Regions from separate parts of the Bos taurus genome. Here region 2 is linked to region 1. A link is a contact called in public Hi-C data. All regions are on one chromosome and are shown on one strand. Each heading gives the region's core, a stretch centred on a gene start, on an enhancer-like site or on the middle of the called end of the contact. The rest is flanking DNA. Distances are from core to core; before and after follow the strand shown.

Region 1 (6,556 bases), core at 1,558-4,057:
CACTTTGGTCTGGTAGGACTGCTCAGTGTTTGCCCTTCTCGGTCAAGGTCACGATGGGTGGAAAATTACAATTACATAAAAGAAAGGGAAAACACAACCTAGGTGACATTTTTTTTTTTTTTAATTTCATATTAGCCTGGAAACTTTTACCTTAACCCCCCATCCGTGACATTGCTCACATTTCTTATGCTTGTTATATTAAATTTGCCACGATCTGACAATACCTTTTAGAGGCCCATGGATCAACTCTGACAGCTCTAATTACACAAACCAAGAACTAATTTTCCTTTGGGAAATTTTGTTCAACTAGGAAAAAAAAAATTTTTTTTTGAGCCTTCCTATATATTAAGAACTGATAGCTATTACAAATATTATCTCATTTAATCCTTCCAACAATAATATAATAGGAGTTATCATCATTCTCACTTTTATAGGTGAGAAAACAGGCACAGAAAAATTAAGAAGCTTGGTTCAAGCCAATAAGAGAGAAAACCAGAATTTGGAAGCAGATTTTTGTCTTGATTGTAACTAGATTTACCACGGTGACCAAATTGAAATGTATGGAAATATTGAATCGCTATATTGTATAGTAGGAATTAACACAGTGTTGTAGGTGAATCATGCTTCAAAATAAACTCATAGAAAAAAAGAGATTACACTTCTTGGGAAGAGCTGGGAGGCAGGGAAATCAGATGAGTATAGTCAAAAGGCGCAAACTCCCATTTATAAGGTAAATAAGTACTAAGGTAAATAAGTATCATGTACAACATGATAAGGGCGTCTTACCTTTTAACATGATTGATTATAACACTGCTGTATGTTTTATACGAAAGTTGTTAAGAAAGCAAATCCTAGGGGATTTTCTATTTCTTAAATTTTGTATTAATGGGATGATGGATGTTCACCAAACTTAACTGTGATAGTCATTTCATGATGTAAGTCAAATCGTTATGCTGTGAAACTCAAACTTAATACAGTGCCGTATGTCAATTACATACCAATAAAATTGGAAGAAAAAAAAGACTGTCTTATGCCATTGCCCAAAATAGAGCTTGCTTGTCATCTAATCTCTCCCTCAAACCTACTTGTAAAGAAATGAATAGCACTAAAAGCTACTACAAATAACTTAGTGTTAAATAGTGTGCAGGAGATTTTACAGATCATTTTCATGTCTTTTAATTGGTTCTTGTTCTGCAGCAAATGGATTTTCCATTCTTAAATAATACGATCCAATTATTATTCTAACCTTTTAACCCACTCTTTTGAGTCTAATAAAATGTCATCCCTATTTATGGTTACTTGGTGGCTGTCTGGAGTACAAGTTTTAGCAACATGAAAACATTACAAACATTTCTGATCTTGGCTCCATGGATGTTTAGAAACTAAACAAAATATATTATTATTATTTTTATTTATTTATTTATTTTATTTTGGTCATGCCATGAGGAAATGTGGGATCCTAGTTCCCCAACCAGGATTGAACCCAAACTCCCTGCATTTGAAGCAAGGAGTCCTAATCACTGGACCACTAGAAAAGCTCCCAAAATATCGTTTTATTTTGGTGGCTTTGCATGCACAGAAAACATGTTCCCATGTGCACTAGAGTAGTTTAGAGGGTAAATAGTTACGTATTAAACTGATACACAACAGTTTAGAAAGTACTGTAATTATTGTGAATAAGTAATAAAATTTTTAAAATACCTAAAATTAAGTGTCATCAGCTAAAATGAAACTAATGAGAATTTCTTATTGGTTCAAATTCAGTTGTTAGTTTATTAACTACAAGTTAAAATCCAGAAAAATTCTTCCTTATGAATGTGGGCTGAAAACTGTGGACTTGACCTTGCCTTTTTGTTAATGTACTTCCCACCTTGCCACTCAGACTTTCATAGAAGAGGAATTTAATGTGACAGAGATCACAAGGTAACTTAACACTCTTCTAGGACCAGAGCCCAGGTCTGACTTAAGTATGGGTCCTGTACGCTCACTCACCAAGTCGTTTATACTATTAATGTGAGCAAAACGAAAATAGACCCGAGAGAACCCTGCATCTTTACGTTGTAGTGCGGGCACATCTGGGGAGACCAAGGTGAGTAAGGGCATCTTACCCTTTAAAAAGTGTCCACGCTTCCCACCCCCCCCCCACCCCCCGCCTCCACTGGCTAGATTAACCTTTCACTTCTTAACGAAGCGTGCAAGAAGGAAGAGTTCGCTTTCAACAAAAGTTGTCAGAATTAGTTTTCATAGCCATCGTCAAAAATATTTCAGAGTTCATACTTATGGAAAACTTTCGAGTAGGTGAGCGTGGCGGAGAACTACCCTTCTCCCCTTCCAGAGCCCAGCCCTGGAACGGTGTTCTTCAGTGGCTATCAACCCTCATGGTCAATTCCCCCAGCCAGCCCGCAGCCCTCAGCCTCGCCGCGGGCTGCAGAGCGCGGGGATCACCCGGGACTCGGCTGCAAGGGAGCCCCCCTGGGGCGCGGGCGGCGGCGCGTGCACGCAGGTGCGGCGGGCAAGCGGCAGGTCCCGCTCCCCGCGGGACCCCAGCCAGCCAGCTCCCGGCCCCGCTTCAGCTCTCCGCTCCCTGCGCTGGTGACCTGGTGATTCCCACTCTCTGCGCCTCTCTTCTGGGCTGGGGAGCCCTTACCCGATGTGTTTTCTCCTCAGAGCCAGGGTCTCTTGCTTGCTGTACAGCTCGCACATGGTGGCAGGGTGCCGGGAGCCCCCAGAGGTCTCCCTCTCCAGTCCCTGCGCCCGCGTCCGGAGCCCGCGGACGGCCTCAGCTGCGGCCCTTCCCTGTTTTCCCTCGTTGGGTCCCCTGGCCCTAGGCGTCGGAGGTCGAGGTCGGTGTCAACCCGCTGGGGTCATCTCCCTTTTAAGTCTTGCCCCGCCTTTGCCCTTCGCCAAGCCCCACCCTCCTCCTCCCTCCTCCGCCTGGTGCCCGCCTGGCCAGTGCCTGGGCTAGCCACTCAGTCGCCACCCCCTACCCCCGCCTCCGCTCTTGCCCCAGGCTAACTCGCTCCCTTCCCGCCCTGCTGCCCACTTCCCCTCCCCATAGTTGTTCTCCTAACTCGCCTTTTATTTTTCTAAGCCTGCCTCGCCATGGCCTTTCCTCCTTTTCTGCCTATGAATTCCCTCCTTCCCACTCTCTTTTTAAAATATTTATTTATTTATTTGGCTGCACTGAGTCTTAGTTGTGGCACGCAGGATCTGGGCCGCTTGCATCGAGAGCAGGGAGTCTAAGCCACTGGACCACTTGGGAAGACCTCCTTTCTTTTTTTCTTTCTTTTCTTCCCTCCTTTCTTCTTTCCTTTCTCCCTTTATTTGTACACATTCAAAGATAGGCACTCCCTGGAGATAACAGGACTTTTGTCTCCATTCTCCTTTTGAGCAAGTTTCAATACCAAAATCTGCTTAACAAGAGTAAGAAGTCACACACCCAAAGGGTTAATCACAGGAACTCAGTCTGTTATTTGTTGGGAGGGATAATATATACCCCGGTTTCAAACACCTGCTTTAGAGATAATTGCACTTGTAGTTTCTCTGAAACCGTACAGATTACAAAGCATTGTAACAACCCTGACTGAGGTAAGCCTGAAAGTTACCACCTTATTTAACATATGGGAACAGTTATTACAGGTCTACCTGATGGGGAACCTGAATTCATTCCTAGGTTTCTTGACTTCCTTCAGGGTTCTCTTCTCTCACTGATCAAATTTAAAGTTAAATATGTGGACAGAAGGAAACCTAATTAACTATAGCACTAAATCATAAACTATTTGAAGAAGTAGAGATCATCTGATTTATCCCCTGTGCTTTGTAGATAAGGACATGTAGGTACAGGAAAGGTAAAATCTTATTATTCAAGGTCACACAACTGCTTAGCCATAGAGTTTAGATGAGATCGTTTCATTCTTTGTGTTTTTAAGACAGCAGAGAAAGCTTATTTTACCAGTAAGAACATGCTTGATAAATGTTTGTAACTTACCTTTCTCTTGAGTAAAGTTATTAATTAATATTGATTTCCTGCAGGATTAGTAGGATTATTTCATTGCCTAAGATAGGTTGAGAAATGGAGTTCTATGAGGAAAAACATGTTAAGAATTCTAGGTGTTATCAATGAAGGGGAGAAGACATTTAGGAAGCTTGCAAGAAATCCCAGTCATGTAATCTCGGTCTTGTTCACACACTTGAAAGATACTGCCAAGTGTACATCGACTCTCAAACCAGCTAGTGAAGCCACATACAGGCAGGCTCCCTCCATAAACCTCCAGTTATTTCCAGTGCTTTAAAGTATGTTCTTTAAATAAATAATCCTGAAAAAAAAAAATAATCCTGGTCTTGAGCTCTCTTTTATTATTTATTCTGGCTGCCCTGCTGTAATGTGGGGGTCTTAGTTCCCCAACCAGGGATTAAACGGATGCAGCCTGCAGTGGAAGCTTGGAGTCTTAACCACTGGACTGCCAGGGAAGTCCCTAGGGTCTTGGGTTCTTGACCTAGTTCTTGCATAAACTAGCTGGGTTTCTTGACATTTTGGAGGCCAAATTTCTTTAAAATGTTCAAATTTCGTATTAAAGAAAAAACCTCAATCATTCTCTAACTAAAAGCATTACAAAGCAGGGCTAAAAAGAGATCATGATTGTGAAATGTGTGTTGGGATAATTGTTAAGGTCTCAATGCTCTTGTATTCTTCGTTTTTTATTCTGTTTTTTTTTTTTTTTTTTAAACCAGAACTTTCAGCAGGGCTGGCTACTCCTTTCTTCTTGAAACTCTTCATTTTTTGATTTCTTGACGCGACCACGCATTCCTGATTTTCTTCTCTAGCTCAACATTCTCAACATTTCAATGTTGGTATCTCTGCGCATGGGGTCCTAGGCTTTCTCTTTGTTCTGCACTCTTTCCTCAGGTAATCCAGAAATGATTCCCTTGGATTTAGAAATCATCAAATACCAAAATTACATATTCACTCAGATTTCTCTCAGTCCCAGATTCTCATCTCCTCTTTCTTTCTTCCTTCCTTCCCTTCCTTCCTTCCTTCCACCTTTTCCTTCTCTTTTTCTCGTTCTTTTACCACCACGTCCCATCCACTTCCTTTCTTGACATCTTCATTGTGACGTCTCTTAGATGCCTCCGACCAAGTTGTCTGGACCAAGAGGAATCCAAGTGGAAGCTCTGAGCCCATCCCCAAAATTATGGCCTCCAGTACACACCCCCATCACTAGGCATCTGTTCGCTCATTCGCGATATATCAAATACTCTCTATGTGCCACTGAACGTTTCAGTTGCTGGAGAAGAACAGTGAACCAGACTGAACATGTCTGCCTTGAGTGCCTGCTACTGCGGATCTGCAGTGCCCACCCGGTACAAAGCCACTAGCCACAGGCGGTTATTAAGGACTTGAACTGTTGCTAGGCTGACTTGAGATGTGCTGTCGGTGGAAAAGACACACCATATTTTGAAGACTCAGTATAAAAAGAGTAGTAAAATCTCTCATTATTTCTGATTTTGTTTGCTTATTGAAATAATATTTTGGATTTATGGGATTAAGTAAAATATATCGTGAAAATATATAGTGGTTAAGACTCAGTACTTCCATCACAGGGGGCATGGGTTCAATCCTAGGTTGGGGAATTAAGATCCTGCATGGTGCATGGCCATATATATATATATATATTATATATATAATTTAAATATATATAATTACACATCTTCTTAATGTGACTATTAGCAAATTAAAAATTTTAAATTACCTATGTGCTTTGCATTACTTTTAATTTTGATTTTTAAAAAATTGAAGTATAGTTGAATTACAATGCGGTGTTATTTTCATTTGTACAGAAAAGTGATTCAGTGATATGTATATATATGCTTTATATATAAACATATTCTTTTTGAGATTCTTTTCCCTTACAGGTTATTACAAAATATTGACTATAGTTCCCTCTTCCCAGTTGGTTCTTGCTGGTTATCTATTTTAATATATGTTGTTGTTGCCAAGTCATGTCCGACTCTTTGCCACCTATGGACTGTAGCCCATCAGGCTCCTCTGTCCATGGAATTTCCCAGGCAAGAGTACTGGAGTGGATTGCCATTTCCTTCTCCAAATTTATATATACAATAATGTATATATGTTAATCCCAAACTCCTAATTTATCACTCTTCTCCCTTTCCCCTTTGATAACCATAAGTTTTTTTTTTTTTTTCTGTCTGTGGGCCTGCCTATTTCTGTTATGTATACAAGTTCATTTGTATCTTTTTTTTTTTCTTTTTAACATATAAGCAACATCATACGGTATTTGTCTTTCTGTCTTTGGTTTACTTCACTCAGTACGACAATCTCTAGGTTCATCCATGTTGCTGCAAATGACATTATTTCATTCTTTTTTATGGCTGAGTTATATTCTATTATATATATGTACTGCACCTCCTTTATGCATTCATTGGTCAGGGGACATTTAGGTGCTTCCTTATCTTGATTATTGTAAACAGTGCTGCTGTAAACATTGGAGTGCATATAGCTCTTTATGGTATATGCCCTGGAGTGGGATTGCTGGAT
Region 2 (6,556 bases), core at 2,416-4,915, 69 kb before region 1:
GGTTCCAACCCTGATTGGGAAGCTAAGACCCCACATTCCTCCAGGCAGCTAAGCCCACACACCACCAACACACTGCACTAGAGATGCCAGCAGAGCCCCATGCACCACCATCAACTACTGGCCTGGGAGTGAGCCCTCGTGGACAGCCAGTCCCAGCTGCAGGTGACTGCAGCCACTGGAAACACCCCAGGGAGAACTGCCCCTCTAGCCTAGAAAACCTGGAGAAGTATTAATAAGCTGTTGCTCTTAGGTATTACATTTTGGGGTGGCTTTGTATGCAGCATAGATAACTGGAATGGGGGTGCGGCCTTGGCTTTGGGACTGAGTAATGGATGGACACTGCCAGGGTCTTGAGAAGGTAGAGGATGCCACCTAGAAGGGCTTCGAGAAGACCTAGGTACAGGTCTCCAGGTAAGTTTGACGAGGGCTTGAAGACAGTGAGGAAAATGACCTTGGAGGCTGAAGGGAAGGCAGCAGGTTCTGCTGCCTGCTGTTAACGTGGAAAATAGAAAGGGCACCTAGTGAACCCATGGATCCAAGGGAGAGACTTCCAGGCAGAAAGTAGAAAGTGTGTGCTGGCTTCTTGTAGCTTCTGTTGCAGCTAATGAAATGTGAGGAGAGAGAGGCGAACCAAAGAAAGAACTTTTCAGTTCAGTTTTTGGAGTGTAGAGAAATAGAGAAGCCAGACCAATCTTTCCAGATAGCAAATGAAAGCTTGTGTTTTAAGAATGTAGTTTATCAAAGAAATGTTCCTTTTTTTTTTTTTTTCCTTTTTGATCATACAGCAAGGCTTGCAGGATCTTATTTCTCTGACTAGAGACCGAACCCATGCCCCTTGCAGTGGAAGTGTGGAGTCTTAACCACTGGACAGCCAGGGAAATTTTCCCTCATTTTTTTCTTTTTTAAAGAATTTCTTGTTAAATCGATGATTTAAAATGTTATGTTTTAAACACCATTGCTCTGTGTCCAAATTAAAACTGTAACTTTTAGTTGTACTGTAAATTTTCAATTTTGAAGAGTTTTTATATACATTATCCAAATTCTGACAATCCTGGTGTTAGACTTATATAGGAAGCTATTGTTAGTTCACAATATTAATAATAGCAATTTTGGGGTTCTGACTCTGTGCCTGCTGTTTGTTAAGCTTTAGACAGGTGATTTTACCTCCTTATAGAGGAGGATTATGAAGGATTGTTAATTTATTATTATTAAGTATTTAGGATGAAGTCTGTTAAGCCAGAGAGGTAAATACCTAAACCAGGAAACATCAGGGGTAAAACCTCAATTCACACTTTAGTTTAATTCCAAGTCCAAAGTTTTACATTTTTTGTGTGTGTGAGAAGAACAGGTATCAGCTTTAAACCAGAAAACATCTTCAATGTGTGGAATACTCTCACCTTAAAAAGTTCGTACTCATTGTCTCACAGTCAATATTTTATATGATCTATAGTATTGATAAATTTTTTGATGTTCCCCATTTCTTTTAGTTAGAATACACCAGTATTATAATAAGCTTCTTTATTTGTGAAAAAATGGATTGGATCAGGTGACCTCCAGAGCCCCTTTCACCTTCAATATTCCTTTCATGTCTTCTAATTTTCTGACACACGGGTTTTCTAAACAGTTATCTGCAGGGTTGCAAATGAATTCTGTTTGACCAGCAGATGGGGCTCTTGATAATCAAATAGGTAGAAGCATTTATTGAGCTCCTACATGGTGGCTCAGACAGGAAAGAATCTGCCTTCAGTGCAGGAGACCCTGTTTTGATCTCTGGATGGGGAAGATCCCCTGGAGAAGGGAATGGCTACCCATTCCAGCATTTGGAGAATTCCATGGACAGAGGAGCCTGCTGGTCTACAGTCCATGGGTTGCAAAGAGACAGACATGACTGAACGACTAACACTTTCAAATATTCCCAGGTGGCTCAATCACTAAAGAATCTGTCTGCTGATGTAGGAAATGCAGGCTATGCAAGTTTGATCCCTGGGTCAGGAAGATCCCCTGGGGAAGGAAATGGCCACCCACTCCTGTATTCTTGCCTGGAAAATCCCTTGGACAGAGAAGCCTATAGGGCTATAGTCCAGGTGGTCACAGAGAGTCAGGACTGAGCAACTGGGCATGCACCTTGTGCCAGGCCTGGGTGCAACCCTGCTATTGCTTCAGATTTATGTAACTATGTTCTTAGGCCTATTTCAAATTCTTGTTTTTACATGTGGTTAAGAACTTTCAAAGGAACACTTACTATTTTACCAAGAAGGAACTTTTCCCCTTGAATAATTGATTGATACTGAGCTGTCTCCCAATGCTAAGTGCCATGATTTGATGTCCAGAGTTAAGTGACCTTAGGAGTCCAGGACTCCTTTGTGAAGGAGCTGACATGTCTGATCTTCTGTGACTTTCAAATGTCTCCCAGGAGCTCAGGGGCTAGATACTGCAATTTATTAAGACTTTTGTGATCATAAATAGGATACCAAAGCCACTGAGAGTTCAAGCATATTTTTAATTCATACATGTATTTTTAATACAATCTTTCATCTATAAAAGGATAATAATACTAATACCATCTTTTTTTCCACCCATAGGTACCAGCTATTCAATACATAGTGCTTCCAAATGGGAAGTAGAATATTCCAGATGCTGCTGAAAATTTGTATTCTCTTTGTTTCTCAAGCTCTCTTATGATTTTCCAAAATCAATTATTAATTGATACAGAGCCACTGTCAATTATAGAAAGCGAAAGTCACTCAGTCATGTCTTACTCTTTGTAATCCCATGGACTATATAGTCCATGGAATTCTCTAGGCCAGAATACTGGGGTAGGTAGCTGTTTCCTTCTCCAGGGGATCTTCCCAACCCAGGAATCGAACCAGGGTCTCCTGCATTGCAGGTGGATTCTTTACCAGCTGAGCTACCAGGGAAGCAATTATAGGGTGGTGACTATATTGTTCTTTAACATTTCTAAGAGAGGTCTCAAGATAGGAGCTGCACTGTAGCTGGAAATGCCACATAAAAGTCTTCAGCAGTGAATTCTCTGGCAGTCCAGTGGTTAGAGACTCTACACTGCCAAGGACCTGGGTTCAATACCTGGTCAGGGAACTAAAATCCCATAAGCCACCAGGGGGCAGCCAAAAAAGAGTCTGCTTCAACAATCAAATAGAAGATCCGCCAAATATTTAGATAACCTCTCAAAGGCAGGCCAGGACAAACTACTAGTTCTTCCACTCCCTAAGCTTGGCCATGAGCGGTCGGTCACACCCCCACTTGGTGTAAGCGCCTCTTCTCTGAGGCATGCAGAGGTTGAGTAATCCACGCAGGTCTTTGCCACAGGTTTGTCCTATGTGGGTCCACATGGCTGGATGTTCTTTGCCCTGGGCCATGTCTGGTCAGCACTTTGAGAAGCAAAGACAGACCTACCAGAAAAAGCTGAATGGGTCTTTGGGGTCCAGCACGTGAAGTTATGCTGTTTCTTCCCGCTTCCCCTCTGACACCCAAAATGTCGCATAACCAGTTTGTTACTAGAATGGAACTTTAATAAAGGAACTGCCTGTCTACCAGGGAAGTTGGTTGTTTTCCTTGTCATTGGAATTTGTCTTGGAACTCTTCCTCTGAGCATGTTAATCAGTGTTTCTGAGCAGCTGGGGAGGAAACAGGAAAGTGCTGATTCACTAGTCTTAATACAGTGCTCCATTCTCTAGGACTTTTAACCTGTTACATCCCTAACTCTTTTCTTGAGAGGACTTTCTTCTACCTTGGAAAGAGTTGTTGTTGTTCAAGCTCTTGCATGCTCAGTTGCTCAGTCATGTCCGACTCTTTGTGGCCCCTTGGACTGTAGCCTGCCAGGTTCCTCTGTCCATGGAATTTTCCAAGCAAGAATTCTGGAATGGGTTGCCATTTCCTACCCCTTGGGGATCTTTCCTACCCCTGGGGATCTTCCCAACCCAGGGATCAAGCCTGTGTCTCCTGCATTGGCAGGCAGATTCTTAACCATGGTGCCACCTGGGTAGGTATTAATATTAGCTATTTGCTAATATTTATTGAGAATGTATTGTGTGCCTGGCATTGTCCCCAGCATTCTTCATTTGTCACCTCACTGCAGTCTCACAACAATACTATGAGAGTAGTAGTGTTTGGCCCATTTTGTAGCTGAGAAAACTCAGAGAGGTCAAGTCACTTGCTAAAGATTGCACAGTAGGTGATGGACCCAGAGCCTCTGCTCTTCACCACAATGGAACATTCCAGGAATGTGTCCTTATTTGACCTCAAAGGAATAGAAAACTTTTAAATATTTATAAAACAGAATCAACTAGACTGAAAATTACTTTACTCGAGGGTCTGATCCTGTTTCTTATTTACTTTTTTCACAAAATTCTCCATGGCATAGCCCTGCATATAATATTCATAGTCACCTGCTGTATCTCTTATACTGTATCAGTTTAGCCTCATCATTTGCATCTGAGAAATGTACCCAGTACTCAGCATATAATAGGAACTTAATTTACGTTTGGGGGCTGAAGTAGAAATAACTTTTGGAGACTATTTTAAAGTTTACAAAATACATGTCTCTTACTCCACTGATTACTAATGAGAGATATTTCACATGGCATTCATTTAGCTGGAATTTAGAAAAGTATGCTTTCGTGCAGTTTTTATCTGAAAGCATGTTAATTTAATTGTACATGAATTATATGTACCAGGTTATATGTATGCACCTTATTTTCTTTTTCTTTTATAGCCATGCCCAAGGCTTGCAGGATCTTAGTTTTCTGACTGGGTTTTGAACCCGGTCCACCGCAGTGAAAGCTCCAAATCCTAACCATTGGACTGCCAGAGAATTCCCCTTACTTCCTCTTTATAATGTAGCATCTTTATTTCATTTTTTATTCAAGTATGAGAGCAAAATGAATCAAGGCATTTGTTCATGTTGGGAGTTCATGGCTTCAGCAATGAGGAGACCTATTAAGAACTTTTAAAAAAAGGGAAATGAAAGCACTCTTATTTAACTGGTAGAAAATCCTATAGTAGAGGTAATTAGTTACCTTGGATTATAAGTCAAGAAACCGCAGATGTAGAACTGAGAGTGTGGGAGCACCACCTCCGGTCGGTGGGCTAAGTGCGAGCTCTGGACGCTCGTCCACTTGTACCTAGGTCGGTCTGCAGGTGGCTAAAGGGTAAAAGGGGCAGGGTTGGCCTGACCTGCGAAAAAGAACATCCCCAAGCAGTCAGCAAGATTTCTCTTGCACTGTCCAGGATATTAGAAGCCTTTGTCCAGTAGATTTGAGTATTTACCTGTTTGGCAAGATGATTTCAATAAAGGAGACAAGTGCTTGAGCTCTCATTTGGGGGACACTTTTAGGATCACTTAATCACTGCAGAACCATCTCCATCTGACACACTCCTGACTGTACCCCTTCTATCCCTCATTCCAACCCCCAGCTTGATTTCCTAGCCAAATCTTTGCATTTCTTTTCAAATAGTATACTCCAGCACAGCTGTGTCCTGTCCAGGAAGAAAATTAGCTTCTCTACTTTCCCACCACATCCCAGGACGTGTAAGATAACAGATGTCTGTTCTCTGTGACGAGTGTCAGGGGCACTGTAAGTTAGGTTGGAATAGTATTTCAAATCTTCATAACAAGGCTGTTTCAATTAACACAGTACTAACCAGGCTCCAGGAAGTTGAACCTCCTTGGGCTTTCCCTCTGTCTCTCTTGAAGAACCAAAGCCCTCTTGGGATTTGGGATCCCTGAGTGCCTGCTCTATTTCCCTACTGGGACTTTGGACTCCTCAAGGTGGAACTGGATTGCACACACTCCACAGCATGAAGCACAGTGGTGCTATGCAAATCAGACTTTATAGTCTGCCAGGCTCCTCTGTCTGTGGGATTTCCCAGGCAAGAATACTGTAGTCAGTTGCCATTTCCTTCTCCAGGGAATCTTCTCAACCCAGGGACTGAACAGGGTCTCCTGCATGGCAGGTTGATTCTTTAACTGAGCTACCAGGAAAGCTCATGCAAATCAGAAGTGCTCAAGAATTCTTGTGTGAAGGTTTTCTTGATCTTTTCACTTTTATTATGGAAATTTTAAACACTGAAGAAGTGAAAGAGGATTGAATAGTACAATAAATCTCTCCTTACCCATTGCTGCAGTTCAGTTCAGTCGCTCAGAGTCGTGTCTGACTCTTTGCGACCCTGTGGACTGCAGCACGCCAGGCTTCCCTGTCCATCACCAACTCCCGGAGCTTGCTCAAACTCAGGTCTATCAAGTCGGTGATGCCATCCAACCATCTCATCCTCTTTCATTCCCTTCTCCTCCTACCCATTCTTAGCGTCACCAAATCAGTCTCAGTGCTGGGACTTCTCTGATAGTCCAGTGGCTAAGACTCCATACCCCCAGTGGAGAGGACTCGGGTTCCATCCTTGGTCAGGGAACTAGATCCTACATGCCTCAGCTAAAGATCCCATACCTTGAAATGAAGACTGAAGATCCCACATGCTATGACCAAGACGTGGTGCAGCCAAATAAATAAAACCAGACACTGAAAAACAAAACACTCAGGCA

What was found. A called contact is a pair of places that touch in the nucleus more often than the background predicts.
Region 2: a Hi-C map of liver shows a contact between it and region 1, with 5 times the contacts expected there. The contact joins the enhancer-like site here to the promoter of ETNPPL in region 1. A contact is called at or near these places in 2 of 11 Hi-C or Micro-C datasets (liver and skeletal muscle).

The regions. Positions count from the first base shown.
Region 1 is chr6:16,550,404-16,556,959 of ARS-UCD2.0, reverse strand. ETNPPL (ethanolamine-phosphate phospho-lyase) reads right to left here and starts at 2,807. Exons shown (of 13, transcript NM_001015605.1): 1 at 2,648-2,807. The coding sequence starts at 2,703.
Region 2 is chr6:16,619,975-16,626,530 of ARS-UCD2.0, reverse strand. No RefSeq gene overlaps it. Among named protein-coding and RNA genes, the nearest start is that of OSTC, 21 kb to the left of the region's middle. Within about 2 kb of position 3,665, at least 4 of the 102 cell types and tissues checked have an H3K27ac peak or open chromatin away from gene starts, as enhancers often do. A contact at or near this core is called in liver, where this site is marked.